Regions from separate parts of the Gasterosteus aculeatus genome. Here region 2 is linked to region 1. Evidence: chromatin contacts called from public Hi-C data. All regions are on one chromosome and are shown on one strand. Each heading gives the region's core, a stretch centred on a gene start, on an enhancer-like site or on the middle of the called end of the contact. The rest is flanking DNA. Distances are from core to core; before and after follow the strand shown. Region 1 overlaps LOC120809442 (alpha-mannosidase 2x). Region 2 holds the start of LOC120809443 (1-aminocyclopropane-1-carboxylate synthase-like protein 1).

Region 1 (4,175 bases), core at 1,128-3,627:
TCAAGCTGAAGCTGCGTTAAGCTCCGTCGGGACGAAGAGAGGAGAAGAAAAAAAAAGAAAAAACACCAGACTCCTTGCACCAAAAGAACCGGGCCAGCGGCGGCCACAGACTGGCAACAAAATGGGGTCTGGGTCCCTCTGTTTTGTCAAGCAGAACCATGAACTCTGCAGCTCAGAGAAAAGGAGTCCACTGTAACAGGGCTGACTGCACAGCAGGGGGCAGGCAACGGCTGTTACCGTGGGCAACTCCGAGAGCAGCAAAAAAAAAACCCCAGTGAACGGCTATAAGACAACAAGGAAGACTGCCAGAATCGCTCATCAGACACATCCGGGTGTCACCTGGTTCTGCTTTGTAAGAAATTGTCCTTTTTCTATCTTTGCTCCATCCTGGACTGAACTTCTGAATGTAAATTTCCCAAAAGATGTGTGGGTGGAGGGCTGCGACTGGTGCAATTTACAAAGCTTTATTTGGGTGGGTGGGTATGTTTATTTTGTTCATGGATGCAATCAAGACACATCACAGTGATTTTGTTTTTATACTTCTTTTTTTTGACAGACTTTAATGCAGCGAAGCGAATGTGTGGTCTCTGCTCGCGAGGAGACCCGTGCTGCAGCTCTTGAAGCTCTTTATCGTATGTCTGAGTCCATCGGCCACTAGTAATCATTAATCACATCCAATGACTTTTACCTCCTTTTTGCTGGATTTTCTTGTCGATAGTCGACAGACTTTCTTTCACTCTTTTTCCCTCCGTGAGCTTCCTCTTTGCTGGTGAGAAAACGGCCCATTTCTAAGTTTGTGTCATTCCTGTGCTCGTACTTGACTGCTGAGTGTTTTGTGGACTATTCAAAGACTCAACCTCGTAACCACAAGGCAGATAAATCTGTATGAGAGTATGTTGTGAATATGCAAGGAGTTTTTTTTTTTTTTTTTTTTTGGTGGTGTATTGAGATTTACAGTGCACACTATCAGGGACCATTCTTAGTACGTCTGTGTCATCATTGCGGCGCAGAGGGAGATTCCCATTTGAGATGAAGAGAAACAAAGGTTTGTTCACCCAATTAAAAATCATCCGGTCATTCAGATTGGGTTTTCAAATGTCCATTCAGAGCTGCCACTTTTTTAATTTAGTCTATGAAATGGCAGGAAAAGTGTAAAACGCAAAAGTTGTTATTTTTAATGACTTGTTTTGTACCAACAACAGTCCAAAACAGGAGGACATTAAAGATTTTCAAACTGGAAAGTAGCACTCATCATTTGAGAAGCTAAAATTGCAGATTTTGGATGAATTTCCTGCTTGTAAGAGTATGATGAATTATTGTATACAGCTATTAAATTATATATGTAAAACCCATGGGCATAAAGTACATCTCAATACGTGGACTGGGACACTGTCCACAATAGTTTGTAAAACTGTCAGCTGGCCACTGTTGAAGTTTGTTTATTTTACCTTTTAATTATTGTATAATTGTGACAAATTTCTCAAAAATGAACGTCAAACCAAAACTATCTGTAAGCCAGTATACCACTAAGGGACCAGTGACTAAAGCTTGGTAGAGAAAAAAGTTTTGGGTGAATTGACCCTTTTTGAAAAATAATTTAGCGGACTCTTTCATCCGGAGAGCAGTTAGGTTTGTGTCTTGCTCAGGGACACTTCGACATGGGACATGGAGCAGCCAGGATTTGGCCCCCTATCCCCCCTCCTGCGTCCGCTCGCTTTGACTGGTCTACTTATTTTCCCCCAAGAGAGTTCTGCTGTTTTATTGCTGTCCTCCTACAGCTCGACGTCTTCTGTGGGACCGCACCTCATGTCTCACTTTCTCCTGTTGGCCAACGTTGTCATAAGCTCCTCTCCCTTTGTGTGTGTCTAAATCTCTGTACCGTGTTTTTCCTTTTTGGAATCTGATGTCTGCTGTAGCAGAATATATGAAGGCAAGATCTCCTATTTAATTATTCATGATGGATTAAATCGGCAGTAGAACCGAGGAGATGAAGATCAAAACGAAAAGATTTTAAACAGTTTCTGAAATTCGATCGATTTCTATCGCACTGGAGAATCTGCTTCATTTTCACGTGTTTTTTGTGTGTGTGTGTGTGTGTGTAATGAGCTCAATTGATTATCAGAAGGGGGCAATGTTGAGTCAGTCCAGCAGCACATCCTGTGCACACATGCTGTCAGTCAGATGGCTGTCAAGGACTCAACCTGACATTAAAAACAGAGCAGGCTGTCTGCGTCGAAGCTCACGTAGTTTAACCGTGGCAGGTCGTCCCCCCCCCCCCCCCCCATGTGTCCCCCTTGGTCAGGTGCAGGCGACGGCGTTGAGCAGCAGGGCTCACGCTTCGTGAAAAGGGATCAGCAGCACAGAGGGATACAGAAAGCGTGGTGGCGGGGAGGCCTGAGGCCTGAGAGGGATCACTGCACTGCGCGTGTGGAGGGGGAGGATGACTGTACTGGCTCCCCCCCGGGGGGTCGCTCGGCCTCTGCGTTTTTAACTCCACTCTGCGACTGCGTTTCTCAACCTTTCCTTCTCCATGAGCATCACATTCAGCAAACACACAAACAGGGTGCGACTGGCGGGAATAAGCGGACTGGAACCTCGGCGCCAACGGTGCTCTTTTAATAATACGTTTTAATGAAATATTTGTTGTCCCCAGGACCTTTTTGTGGGCATCAACGACTGCTAATTAATACAGACTAAAAAGATATACGTGGTAGAACCGATGACAACCAGCAGATGGATTTAAAAGGGCACAAGACTTTAAAATCCATCTGCTTTTTAACTCGCGAGCCAATGCATGCACACTTCTATTTTCACACGTTTGGAATAAAAAGCGTGGCGCTTCTTAGGGGCACCGAGTTGTGCAGCCAGTTCTCCTGGCAGATCTAATTATGGACCACAGAATGTACCTTCCCCCATGTACCCAGTTACCTGCGTTTTACAGGGTGTTATGAAGAAAAGCAGCTAATGAACAACGCCGCTACCAGCTGGCAATGTTTCCCCCCCATATACATACAAACCTTTTCCATTTATATTCATTTAAACCATATTGAAACTTGTTCCTTGGCGGCATTTCGGAAGCACGCTTGCAGCCCTACAACTGAATATTAGGGAGAAGGAAACGGAACGCTGGCGCCCTGTTGAGGCCAAAGCGCCCGCAGTGAAGGAAACACGCTTTCTATAATGTACAGACGTGAAGAAGTGATGAACCATCTGCTCCCTCGGTCGGCGTCGGATGCAAAACAACCCCCGAAAGTTTTCAAATCTGCCAGTATAGACACAAACAGTCCATCTATGCAACAGACAGTTTTTTATTCCAGCATGACGCTGATATCCACAATGTCAACATCCATCGTCAGTTAAATAAAAAAGGATATAAAACAAGCATAGAAAATGTCATACAAGATCTCATTACTTTATAACTACTTTGCATTGAAAGACTGATTCATCTTGCGCGGTGGTCTACACTGTTAATAATAATAAAGCCTTGTGTTCCTCTTCCAATGCGTGGGGCTCACAATGAAGAGAGAGAGAGAGAGCTTCACCCTGATGAAGATGTCCTGGAGAGAATCTACAAAATCAATATGCTCCGTGGGGAAAAAATGAAGAGAAAATAATGTAATTTCTTACCAGCAGAAACCTGGAGGAGCCGCGCTGTGAAGGTCAGCAGAGTTATTTTCATTGGATTCAAAAACTGTGTTACTTTACAACAAGTCAATGGGAGTTTGTGTCTGTGCCGTGGAGGCAATTCCCACTTTGCAAGGATTGAAAACAGAGCTTTCTTATAGAACAGCCGGCAGGGAGTTTTACCATACTGTCCCAGCAGTCTTAGTATTAATGAATAAGGCTCTGAACTTCATGACCGCTGGCCCACAATCTGCCATGTATCTGATACCAAATAACTTAAATGTCCTGCCTATGGCCTATGGCGCGGCGTTTGGGGCTACAAATGAATGTATGTATGGGAAAGTACTCAAATGGCTTAGAGGAGCAGTTTAATTGCCACAGAAAGTACTACGTGTACTGTATGTGTACATGTATGTGTATAATGTTCTCAGGTAGTTCAGAGGTGCTTTGACAAGTCTAACAATAACGTGGATTTTTAAAAGCCAGGATATCTCGTCCTCTGCTGCTTTGATTTCAATTTCTCTGACAAGTGCCTCAACTTTATGCGAGTG
Region 2 (3,897 bases), core at 1,372-3,871, 54 kb after region 1:
CCTGTGTTACGGTTACATGATACGACGGGCTAAACAGCTCGACACACACACACACACACACACACACACACACACACACACACACACACACACACACACACACACACACACACACACACACACACACACACACACACACACACACACACACACGGGCAGGAGTTATTATTGGCCAACGCTGCTTAATCACAGATGATTTATGCTGCTCGACAGTCAAACCGATAACGCCGGCACATCGTCAATACCGCGGCATCGAGTCCAACGCATTATAAGATTCCATTGTACAAGTCTAGGTCGAATTCTTTAGAGTGCTGGTTCTAAAAGGAATGGGGAGTCAAGAGATGTCTGCGGAGGGCACGCAGCATCGAATAGGACGGCTCTCACCCCAGCCACAGACTGTTTGCCCTCCTCCCCTCTGGGAGGCGCTACAGGGTGCTCCGTTCCCGGACCAGCAGGTTCAGGAACAGCTTCATCCCTGCGGCTGTCACTCTATTGAACTCTGCCCCCCCTGAACTCTGCCCCCCACACACACACATCTCCCTCAGTGACTGTACTTCCCCCCCCTCCACCTTGGCTTGACTGCCACACACCCTCCTCCAGCCACTGAACATTTACACTGTTATTGCATATCCATTTCTTACTGTTCATATTGCACAACTATTTCTTACTGTACATATCTATTTATTCACTTATTACACTTTACATATGCACATACTCTGCACTTTTTGCTATTTTGCACTTCTGGTTGGATGTTAAACTGCATTTCGTTGCCTCAGTACTTGTACCCTGTGCAGTGACAATAAAGTTGAATCTAATCTAAATCTAATCTAAAGAGAATTGAGAAAAACCCGCACGACATCAGCGAAAGCCCCCCGGGTCACATGAGCAGGTACGAAAGCCCAAACGTGCAGCATATGCATTCAGTTAACTCCCTCGACACTAGTATGTCCCCCGAGAGGCCCAATATAAATCCTCTGACAGAGGAACACATCACTTGATGGAGGTGAGAGGGCGTTTTCCCATCGGCACGGACAGGCACTCTACGCTGTGACAAACCCAACGCAGCACTCCAGCTCTAGTTCAGACTGCCCCGCCAGCCGAATCATCGCCCGCCATGTGCTCTGGCCTCCGTTCTCACCGGAGAGAAAGAACATTTCTGCAGCATTTGTGAAGGACCGGCTGAAAGCCAAACTTTCCTCGCCCGAGAGGGGGAAATTGCTCCAAGTCGGATTGCGATTGGCAGACCGGATGGTATTGTTCGGGCATCGTTGTGCTCCCATCAGGATCGGCGCCTGCACAGTTGGAAGTGAACTGCGCTTTGATCGACAAGGAGGCGCAGTCTGAAGCGAGCGGGGGGGGGGGGGGGCGGGGGGACGATCCGTCCATCTTTCCTCCCGCCGCCCAGAGAGATTGAGATGGAGAAGCCTGATAACGACGTTGTCCGGGGCGGCAGCAACGTGTCCGGCAGAAAGGAACCATTTCTGTGAGTGATGTCCCAGAGAGAGAGAGAGAGAGAGATCCAGCCATCACAACCCTGGCATTGTTCCCTGTGTCAAACACCCGCTCATCCACCACGCTGTGCCCTACTGTATAGATGAGTTAGTGTTGACACCTGGGGAAGAGGGGGGGGGGGGTGTCTTCCTACTTCCATCTCCTGCACTGCGTTCCTGTTTTATGTTTTTTGTCATAAAGAGTTTGCTACGACGCAGTTAGCAGCGTTGTTGAGGAATCAAGAGCGAGAGATGGTGTGCGTGATAAGCCAACACTCCGCACATGGGCACAGAGGAGCATCCCTTTTAAATAGCCTGGATAGCTGAACTGACTTGGTTGTCAGAAGATGTAGTCTTAAGTCTTATTGGGGGGATCTTTAATACGACGAGGTGTCCATTTGAGGAGGGAAGCTTAGAGCCCTGCTTTTCTCCTCGGTGGCTGGTGACCTTGACCTACTACCTTGCTGCGATCCCACTGGGAGTTGCACTTGAGGTCAAGATGAATAAATAAATTAAGGTCAATAACAATAATAAATCACAAGACAGCATAGGACGAGTTGAACTGCTTTTTTTAACAGTTTGTTCAAACTGAGCGATTCCTTTTTTACACAAAAAAGGAATTTCCTTTTTGTGTGTTTTTAAGTACACACAAATAGGTTGGTCTGGTTTTGTAGTAATTTAAAATGGAATGAGAAAAATAAAATAGGGAGACGGAGAGAGGGGGGGAGAAATAAAGGTAACCTGAATCAGCAGAACCAACACCAGACGCGCTGCAGGAAGCTACACAGCAAAGACGAAACAAGAGTTAGAAGAAAGCATGCCGTCATCTCACCGACGATAAACTTCAGCGAGGAAGCGCTGCGCACGAGCCCGTCAGGTCATCTCTCACTCCGGTAACGAAACAACAACTAAAATAAAAAGGCTCCACCCGTATGGAGGCAACGCCGCTCTCTCTGTGGGAGCGCTCGCCTGACTGGGAGCACTGGTGAAAGCTGGTGCTGGCAAGCGCTGGGGAGAAAAAAAAAGAGACTTTACGCAAAAAGAGCCTTCATGCTTTCCGCGAATCGTCCCATTGTTCCCACCCACTCCTCCACAGCCCCCCCCCTTTCCTCCCTCCTCCCTGCTCTCAACACATCTCGCTAACTCGCGAAACTAGGATGCTCGCACGAGACCTCCTGCCTCCTCATCGTCTTCCTCCTCTTCCCGCGGGCGGAGACTCTCCTTCCTCCCGAGGGTTTGACTTCCCATCTAACCCCGAGGCGGTACGTCCCCCACTTAGCTAGCGGGTCCGCGGAAGCCAGCAGTGATAAGGGGCGATCGCGCCCGTCCTCCCTCCAGGTGACGGCCACGTTAAACCCTCCACCAACTTGCCACTAGCGTCACTTGGGTTATATTTTGCCCGTTGATTTGTTCTTAGCGGGCTTTGGTCAGTTGTTTCACGTGATTTTTTTTTTGCTTGCTACGGGTTACGTTATGCTGATATAAATTCACTGGCTAAATAAATACACGGATGGGAGGGAGAAAAAAATGGAGAAAAATGGGGCTACGTGCCAATACTATATAACGGCTCAGCACTGTATGGAGATGACAACAAACTGCCACAAACCATTTTCACCAGGAAATACGTCACATAATGGGCCGCTAGTGCTCGATTTGTACACCGTGGTCGCCGAAAGGGACGGGTGATTGTTTCAATGCAGACAAAAAACTGGAATGAACTTGCCCGAGGTCACCTTTACCCACCCTATATTCGCCATTACCAGTTAAACCTCAGAATTAGGTGAAATTGACTAGCTTGTTGATTCATATGGCATAATAATAAAGTAGCAATCTATTATGTACAAGTATATACGTATAGCAATTAGTTAGTTTTACCTACAGAGTGTAAAAATTGCTTTGCTAATGCTAAAACAGATTTTTTTTTGAGAGTAATTCTTTTTGTGTGATTGCAAACCCGATCGTCGTTTTTTAATCGCTTTACTGGATTACTGCGCTGCGCGTGTGAACAAAACACACATCCCCTTTCAAGTCAGGCGGTCTTGTACCGTACATGTAACCTCTGTGTGTGACCGCCATCTTGTGGATATCTATTCACCCTACATGCATGGGGGGGAAGCCCACCGTACGCTAGAGGGGGCCGTAGCACAACGTTCCCTGGTGTGACTCGTACGGTTGTGTCGTCTAGCCGTTACATAGCCTGGTATATAAGTGAACCCCAGCACCCTTTCAAGCAGCTACCCCTTAGCGCGGACCAAAGTTATCCCGGAATAAGGACAGCACGCATGTGCAACAAACCCGGATGTGGATGTTTCGTACGCGGCAGTAGCCTGGAGTCCAGCTAAGTTATGACAAATCATAACGAGCTGCTGAAAATGAAGTAAACAGTACCGGCAGAATAAAGCGCTAG

Evidence for each region. Hi-C and Micro-C count contacts between places; a contact is called where the count stands out from the background.
Region 2: a contact with region 1 is called in a Hi-C map of skeletal muscle, with 5 times the contacts expected there. The contact joins the promoter of LOC120809443 here to the enhancer-like site in region 1. A contact is called at or near these places in 2 of 6 Hi-C or Micro-C datasets (both in skeletal muscle).

The regions. Positions count from the first base shown.
Region 1 is chrX:11,168,959-11,173,133 of fGasAcu3.hap1.1, forward strand. LOC120809442 (alpha-mannosidase 2x) reads left to right here. Exons shown (of 25, transcript XM_078082741.1): 25 at 1-1,241. The coding sequence ends at 20. LOC120809446 (furin) reads right to left here. Exons shown (of 17, transcript XM_078082744.1): 17 at 3,291-4,175. Among protein-coding and RNA genes, the nearest start is that of LOC120809442, 13 kb to the left of the region's middle. Within about 2 kb of position 2,378, at least 1 of the 9 cell types and tissues checked has open chromatin away from gene starts, as enhancers often do.
Region 2 is chrX:11,222,667-11,226,563 of fGasAcu3.hap1.1, forward strand. LOC120809443 (1-aminocyclopropane-1-carboxylate synthase-like protein 1) reads left to right here and starts at 2,622. Exons shown (of 16, transcript XM_040163256.2): 1 at 2,622-2,752. The coding sequence starts at 2,648. It overlaps LOC120809446 (furin), which reads right to left and starts at 3,070. Exons shown (of 17, transcript XM_078082744.1): 1 at 2,663-3,070; 2 at 2,323-2,498.